2 separate regions of the Zea mays genome follow, and region 1 is linked to region 2. Evidence: chromatin contacts called from public Hi-C data. All regions are on one chromosome and are shown on one strand. Each heading gives the region's core, a stretch centred on a gene start, on an enhancer-like site or on the middle of the called end of the contact. The rest is flanking DNA. Distances are from core to core; before and after follow the strand shown. Region 1 holds the start of LOC100285673. Region 2 overlaps LOC100383201.

Evidence for each region. A called contact is a pair of places that touch in the nucleus more often than the background predicts.
Region 1: a contact with region 2 is called in a Hi-C map of tassel, with 2.0 times the contacts expected there. The contact joins the promoter of LOC100285673 here to the enhancer-like site in region 2. A contact is called at or near these places in 2 of 25 Hi-C or Micro-C datasets (ear and tassel).

What each region holds. Positions count from the first base shown.
Region 1 is chr7:103,973,033-103,976,575 of Zm-B73-REFERENCE-NAM-5.0, forward strand. It overlaps LOC100285673, which reads left to right and starts at 1,655. Exons shown (of 2, transcript NM_001372318.1): 1 at 1,655-1,996; 2 at 2,114-2,790. The coding sequence starts at 1,834. The coding sequence ends at 2,439.
Region 2 is chr7:103,412,505-103,416,051 of Zm-B73-REFERENCE-NAM-5.0, forward strand. It overlaps LOC100383201, which reads left to right. Exons shown (of 10, transcript NM_001175863.1): 9 at 8-150; 10 at 260-565. The coding sequence ends at 388. Among protein-coding and RNA genes, the nearest start is that of LOC100383201, 7.6 kb to the left of the region's middle. Within about 2 kb of position 1,902, at least 18 of the 20 cell types and tissues checked have an H3K27ac peak or open chromatin away from gene starts, as enhancers often do. A contact at or near this core is called in ear and tassel, where this site is marked.

The sequences.
Region 1 (3,543 bases), core at 405-2,904, 560 kb after region 2:
AAATTGGTCGGCACCGGGTCTAGCCCGCCATGCTGCATCTAAGGCCCAGACACGACATGGTTATTAGGGCTGGGACGAGCCATGCTCGAGCCGGGCTAAACCTTGTCGGGCCATGGGGCTGCTCAACAGACCCGATCCATTAGGACACGTACACCAGTGATGCGTTCGTGCAGGCAGTCAGCGACACAATCAAGAATATGGTCCATCTAGATGGGGCTACTAGGTGTCAGCGTAGTAGAGTTGTTAGGTTATTGATTGAGATACATGACTTTTCGATTTGGTGAATTTAGGATTAGTTAGGTTTGATTCGAGATTGTACTTATTTGATTAAGAGAGGGGGGCGTCGGCATAGTCACCCGTCGTGGCGCCGCGCGCCGTCCGCGAGGACAAGTAGGACCCCGCCTCCTCCATTCTTGCAAGCCGCTTATGACTTTTTGATGCTTATTGTAATTGTTTAGAACGTGTTTGAATAAACTATCTCATTTAAATTAGGTCTATCTACGTGATATATAGAAATCGTAGGTATGTAAGCGAGAGTTTAGAATAATAAGAAAATATAGTACTAAAGGGGTGTTTGAACGCACTAAACTAATAGTTAGTTGGCTAAAAATTCTTAGTAAAATTAGCTAGCTAACAATTTACTAATGTACCAAAAATAGCTTATAGCTGAACTATTAGTTAAGGTATTTGGATGTCGCAACTAATTTTAGCCTATAACTATTATCTATAATGCATTCAAATACCTCAAAATTAAAAGAACCCTCGTCCCACAATCAAGGCCTAATCCTGGAATTATCTATATGACCCGCGAAGTGCGCGGCCCACACGCTGGTACCCACAAAATTAGGGAACAACGGCACACCTGAGCGGACGAAGCGTGGCAGTCGTGGGGGCCCTGATTGGAGTGCCTCCTTGCCCATCTGTCGTCCCTTGCTGGGACTCCTCTGCTGCCAGCCAACTTGCTTACACCTTAAGTAGTACCTGAAGGAGAGAGTTGAGGCAGCCCAGCGGTTGTTGAGAAACCAGCAATCCAGCATGGCACGGCAAATATTGTTGAGTATGTGTAATTAAGCAACTATAGAAAATTACATAGAAGATGTTTACGACAAGAGAATACATGTCTTCGGGTGTAAGCAACCATCATACAGGGAAATGGTTGTGGAGGCCGGTCTGAAGGAAAGCCAGCGCGGTACTTACCCAACAACACAAGGGACGCAAGGACATGTCCGTTTCCTCCGCCCTCCCCTGTTCTGCTCCCCTTGCTTAGCTTACCACCCCAAAAGCTGGCTTTTTGTGCGGAGTCGGTTCGAGCTGAATTCGGCAGGCGGGCCGCCGACGGACAGGTAGAAGAAAGAAAGCGAAGCAAGCAGTGCATCTGCTGCAGCCTGCAGGCAGGCGCCGCGGCAAGGCATCTTCGGAAACTTCTGGCGGCCGTCACCCGCAAAGCGAGACACGGTTCCTGGATTATATTGCTGGCGACACACACAAACAGTATCAGGCCGCCTCACTGCCTGCAAGAAAGCAGCTCAGGTCAGTGAGCTGGTGCCTGGATTATATTGCTGGCGACAGCATGATGCCGCTGGAGGCTAGGCGTATATATATACACACACGCAGCCTTCTTCTAGTAGCTACGGAGTACCATTCATCATCAGAGCTAGCAAGCTCAAAGAAAACTGAGCTCGTGTGTGGTGAGCAGCGAGTGAGTGAGGGACTGGTGACCATTTCAAGAACAGCGCCGCAGCAGGGAGCTAATTCGTTCGTTCATCGTCGCATCATCAGTTTGTGATCCTTCGCCCCCGTAGCTTCCTGCAACTTCGAGCTCACTAAACAACCATGGGAGGAGGCACGCTGGAGTACCTGTCGGATCTGCTAGGCGGCGGCGGCGGCCGGCGCCGGTACAAGAAGAGGAAGCAGTTCCAGACGGTGGAGCTCAAGGTGCGCATGGACTGCGACGGCTGCGAGATGAAAGTCAGGAACGCGCTCTCCAGCATGAAAGGTATGCATATCTTCTTCATCAGATTCTACTCCGAAGAAATACAACCTGCTGGCTGCTGCTAATTGTTTTGTTGCATCGCCTTGTTTGCGTCCATCATCTGATCATCATCGTCATCAGGGGTGCACTCCGTGGAGATCAACCGCAAGCAGTACAAGGTGACGGTGCAGGGGTACGTTGAGCCGCACAAGGTGGTGAAGCGGGTGCAGGCCACGGGGAAGAAGGCCGAGATCTGGCCCTACGTGCCCTACAGCCTCGTCGCGCACCCTTACGCCGCGCCGGCCTACGACAAGAAGGCGCCGCCGGGCTACGTGCGCAGGGTCGACGCCGTCATGCCCGTCTCCTCCACCTACGGCGGGCCCGCGGCGGCGGCCGGGCCGCCGCAGGAGGAGCGGCTCGCCACCATGTTCAGCGACGACAACCCCAACGCGTGCTCCGTCATGTAAATTAGAATTACTTTTTCTTTTCCCCTACACACCACCGTGGGTGCATGGCGCAGCTCTCTTCGACCACAGAAAATGTAAACCGTACGTGGATGCATGTCAAAACCATAGATGATCGCCTCGGTTGGATGTCTATGTCCATCACATGTGCTTGTACGTACGTAGCTGTATGTTGTTGTATGCTTTGTATATTATTGTTTGATGGAACCAAAAGAAAGCATGCATGCGTGGTAGAGAGATTTTTCCCAAAATTAATTAAAGTTAGTCTTCTTCCTCGCTCCACATGTGCTGCCGAATCTTAGCCTACCTTTAAATTCTGTTATAAATTTCATCTGTAGAGTTGTGTGTTGCATGTATATATTCTATTAATGAACCTATGATGATGTGTCTGTACTTGACAGTGCAGTTGGATTGCTCTGTTTCATTTATTTTAATCTAACATGCTTTTGCAGCATCACTACAGTAAAACGATACAAGTCCGACGGCTCCATTATGTCCGACGGCTGCCTAGGAGACCGTCGGACATACGCTTATGTCCGATGGCCGGGAGAATATCCGAGGGCTGGGAGGCGGACCGTCGGACATACGCTTATGTCCGACGGCTGTCAGATAAGCCGTCGGACATAAGCTTATGTCCGACGGTTCCCTAGGTGGCCGTCGAAAGTAAAGGATTTTAACCGACCCCCCGCGCCCGCGTCGGTTTCATTTCTGTCTGTCTCTCCCGCTCGCCGCCTAGCACACGCCGTCGTCGCCGCCTAGCACACGCCGCCGCCACCATCGCCGAGGAGCCGCCACCGTCGACCAGCACCGCCCAAGCCTCTCCCGGGGACCTCCAGCCCCGTCCCGACGCCCAGCCCGCACCCGACTGGCGACTCCACCGCCGCCCAAGCGACACCACCGCGTCGACCGGCAACTCCACCGCCGCCCAAGCGACACCGGAGCCGCCACGACGCTGCCCGCGGCCGCCGGAGCCTCTGCCCCCGACGCCACCGGCGCCCGCCCCGACCCCGCCGGCGTCCGCTAATCGTCCGGCAAAGTAAGAAATTTTATAATGTTTAGTATAATTTTGTATATGCATATATTGTTTGATAGCAATGTTTAGTTTTG
Region 2 (3,547 bases), core at 652-3,151:
TTTACAGATGGTGCAAAAACTGCTAGAGAATCATTGATGTCTCAATGCGAAAGCAAATCAGGGCTGTTTTATGTTGAGCTCCCGGAAGGTAGAATTCTCTTGCACATGGTCGACAGTAACGAGAAGTTCCCTGTTCAGTTTGGACGCGAGGTATGAAATGACCAGAGTTGGCTCATTTTTAGCTTGAAACGACAAACTAGTTGAATTTTTGGGGATTAAGTAATGAACAGCTGGCTGTCCTTCATTTTCATGGCTACAGGTGTTAGCGGGACTGCTAAGCATGGCGGATCGTGCAGATTGGAGGAACTGCAAGATTTCAAAGGAGGAAGAGATTAAACTGGTGGACGATTTCAAACAAGGTTTCCGCGAATTTGACCCTGCAGAGTGAAAACAATGCTCTGCGCCTGTGTTTTTGTTTTGCAATTTGTAGTCTATTTTTGAGGTCTCATTTGAAATGGACATATATGAAGCACAAGAATGTAGTAACGTTTTCCAATGCCGCAATTTTTGTTTTAGGGCTAGTTTTGGAACCACATTTTTTCAAGGGATTTTCATTCTCCTAAGCAAAATTAGTTCATTTTCTTTTGTGAAAATAGGTTGGAAAAATGGTGTTTTCAAACTAGCCCTTAGATAAACGTATGTCTGATCTCGGCGTGAGTGGGCACGCCTAGGGATGAAAACGGACAGAAAAACCCTTCTTCCGTTTTCGTATCCGTATTTTATCATCGAAAATGGGATCGGGTCCGGAATAGTCGGGAACGGAAATGGGAGCGGTATAAACGGAATTGCGAAAACGAAAAGAAATAGAAATACTAATGGAAACCCATAATTTAATACAAATAAGAATGATATTGATGTTTGACTAGTGATTGATTGGCATGACAATAACATAAAATAAATAGATATAGAGAGACAACCTTCTATTATTATTTGATTGCTAATAGTGTATATTTAGCTATATCCGATGTTGTTTAAGATTTTAGACTTGTCATTGAAAATAGTCGATGGTTACAATTGTCATTTATGCTATAATTTAGCACCTAAAGACACGAGGCTTTATTTTTTATACTAATGCATATTAGGCTCGTCCCATATTTATCAAATACGGAATAAATACGGTTTTAACCCGGATAAAAACTGGATCTCGCAAAAATGGACGGAATAAATCATCTCTCGTTTCCGTCCCGTTTCCATATTTTTCTGTAAATACAGAAACAGTTGAGTGAAATGTAGAAAATGGTACGGGTCGAGACGAGATTTTACCCGTCCGTTTTTAACCCTAGCCACGCCAGCGGAACAGGCCTGCAGTTCAAACAAGTTACCCTTTAGGGCAATGTGCACTTTGCCGTGGCAGACAAAACTCGTAAAGCAAGGAAGAAAAATAACAGAATCGGCGGCTTGGCTATGGGCCTGTTTGTTTCAGCTTATAGATTATATAATCTGTATTATAATCTAAATTATATAATCCAGATTATAATCTAGATATATTATAATTTATATGTAGTTGTTTGGTAGTTTAGATTATACAAATATAGATTATTCACAAAGACAACAATACCCTTATTGTTTATTTGAGGTGAGAAAAGAAGGATGACATATATTGTAATTTCTATTTACATTACCATGGGTAGTGGGTCTTTTGTCAAAATAATCTCAAATAAGTTAGTCTTGAGAAGATTATGAGATTATCATAATCTGGAGTTTAGATTATATAATCTGAACCTATAATCTATGTGTTTGTTTAGCTAATGGATTATTTGCGCTGGATTATATAATCTGGAGAGATTATAATATAAAACAAATAGGGCCTATGTTGCTCTCAACTCTAGGGGGGCCAGGGTGGCAGGGTGCGTGGCGTGGCACAGTGGGTGGAATCAAAACTCTGAAAGCCTGACGCAGGCCCACGTGGATGTGAGCACGCCGGCCTGCAATCTCTGGGCCCTGAAATCTGAATGCATGGGTTGCTCGGGCTCAGATCGACGGGGCTTGGAAGTGCCAAGGATGATAAAGTGGTTGGTTATTAGACGATACGAGAAGCACAAAAAAAAAACAAAAAAAAGAGAGAAGAAAACAGATCTACGCACAACAACAACAAAGCGAGAAGTGGGGAGGAGATAAATCTACGCACTGCACGTGACGCAATAAATGACGTAAACTAGGGAATAGAAGGATATACTCGATCGTCAATAATCCGCCTGGTCATGGTCATGGTCATCTTAAAAAGACAGCGAGAAGTCGCGGACATCGATGCATGCAAACTCGGCCTTCAAAAACTCATCCACATACGCCGATGGCGCCGCGGGCGCGGAGGATCAAAACCTCGACCTCGCCGGCCGCCGCGCGCGAGCGTACCGTATCCGCCTCCACCTCAAGGCGACGGCCACGACCAGAGCATCTCCCCCTCGACATCGACACTAATGCCACCGCCACCGCCACCGCCAACGGCTCGGACGCCTCTCCCAGCCCCGCGCCATCCTCCTCCCACACCCCGTGCCCCACCCCTACCGGCGCCGGCGGAATCGGGAGCCGGCACAACCAGGCATGCGCGGCGTGCAAGTACCAGCGGCGCAAGTGCAACTCGCACTGCGAGCTCGCCCCTTACTTCCCCGCCGAGCAGCAGCGCCGCTTCCTCAACGCCCACCACCTCTTCGGCGTCGGCAACCTCGTGAAGATGCTGGGCATGATCGAAACCAAGTTCAGCAACGACCTCATGACCTCGCTCATGTACGAGGCGGACGCTCGCGCGGCCGACCCCGTCCTCGGGTGCGTCGGCATCATAGAAGAGCTGCAGCGACGGATCGACGACACCAAGATGAAACTCAAGCACGTTATACAGCAGATCGTGATCTATCGTCAGAGGGCCAATCTTGCGCAGCAGGACAACCTTGTAGCGGTAACAGTGGCCGGTCAACAGCCAACACCGGAATGCTCCGGACTAATCTTCCATGCCCAACAAGATCACGTCGCCACAGTGCAAGATTGCCACGTTCTGCAAGACCAGAACCTACAGAACCAGCAAGATTACCACCGCGTGCAAGACAATCAGCAAGATTATCAAGTTCTGCAGGACCAGAACCAACACGATTACCACTGTATACCAGACCAGAACCAGCAAAATTACCACCTTCTGCAAGACCAGAACCAGCAAGATTACCACGGTCTACGAGATCAGAACCAGCAAGATTATCAAGTTCCACAGGACCAGAATCAGCAAGATTACCACAGTCTGCCAGACCAGAACCAGCAAGATCACCACAGTCTGCGAGACCAAAACCAGCAAGATTATCAAGTTCTGCAGGACCAGAACCAACAAGATTACCACTGTCTGCCAGACCAGAACCAGCAAAATTACCACCTTCTACAAGACCAGAACCAGCAAGATTGCCACGGTCTGCGAGACCAGAACCAGCAAGATTATCAAGTTCCGCAGGACCAGAACCAGCAAGATTACCACAGTCTGCCAGACCAAAACCAGCAAAATTACCACCTTCTGCAAGACCAGAACCAGCAAGATTACCACGTTCTGCAAGACCAGAACCAGGAAGAT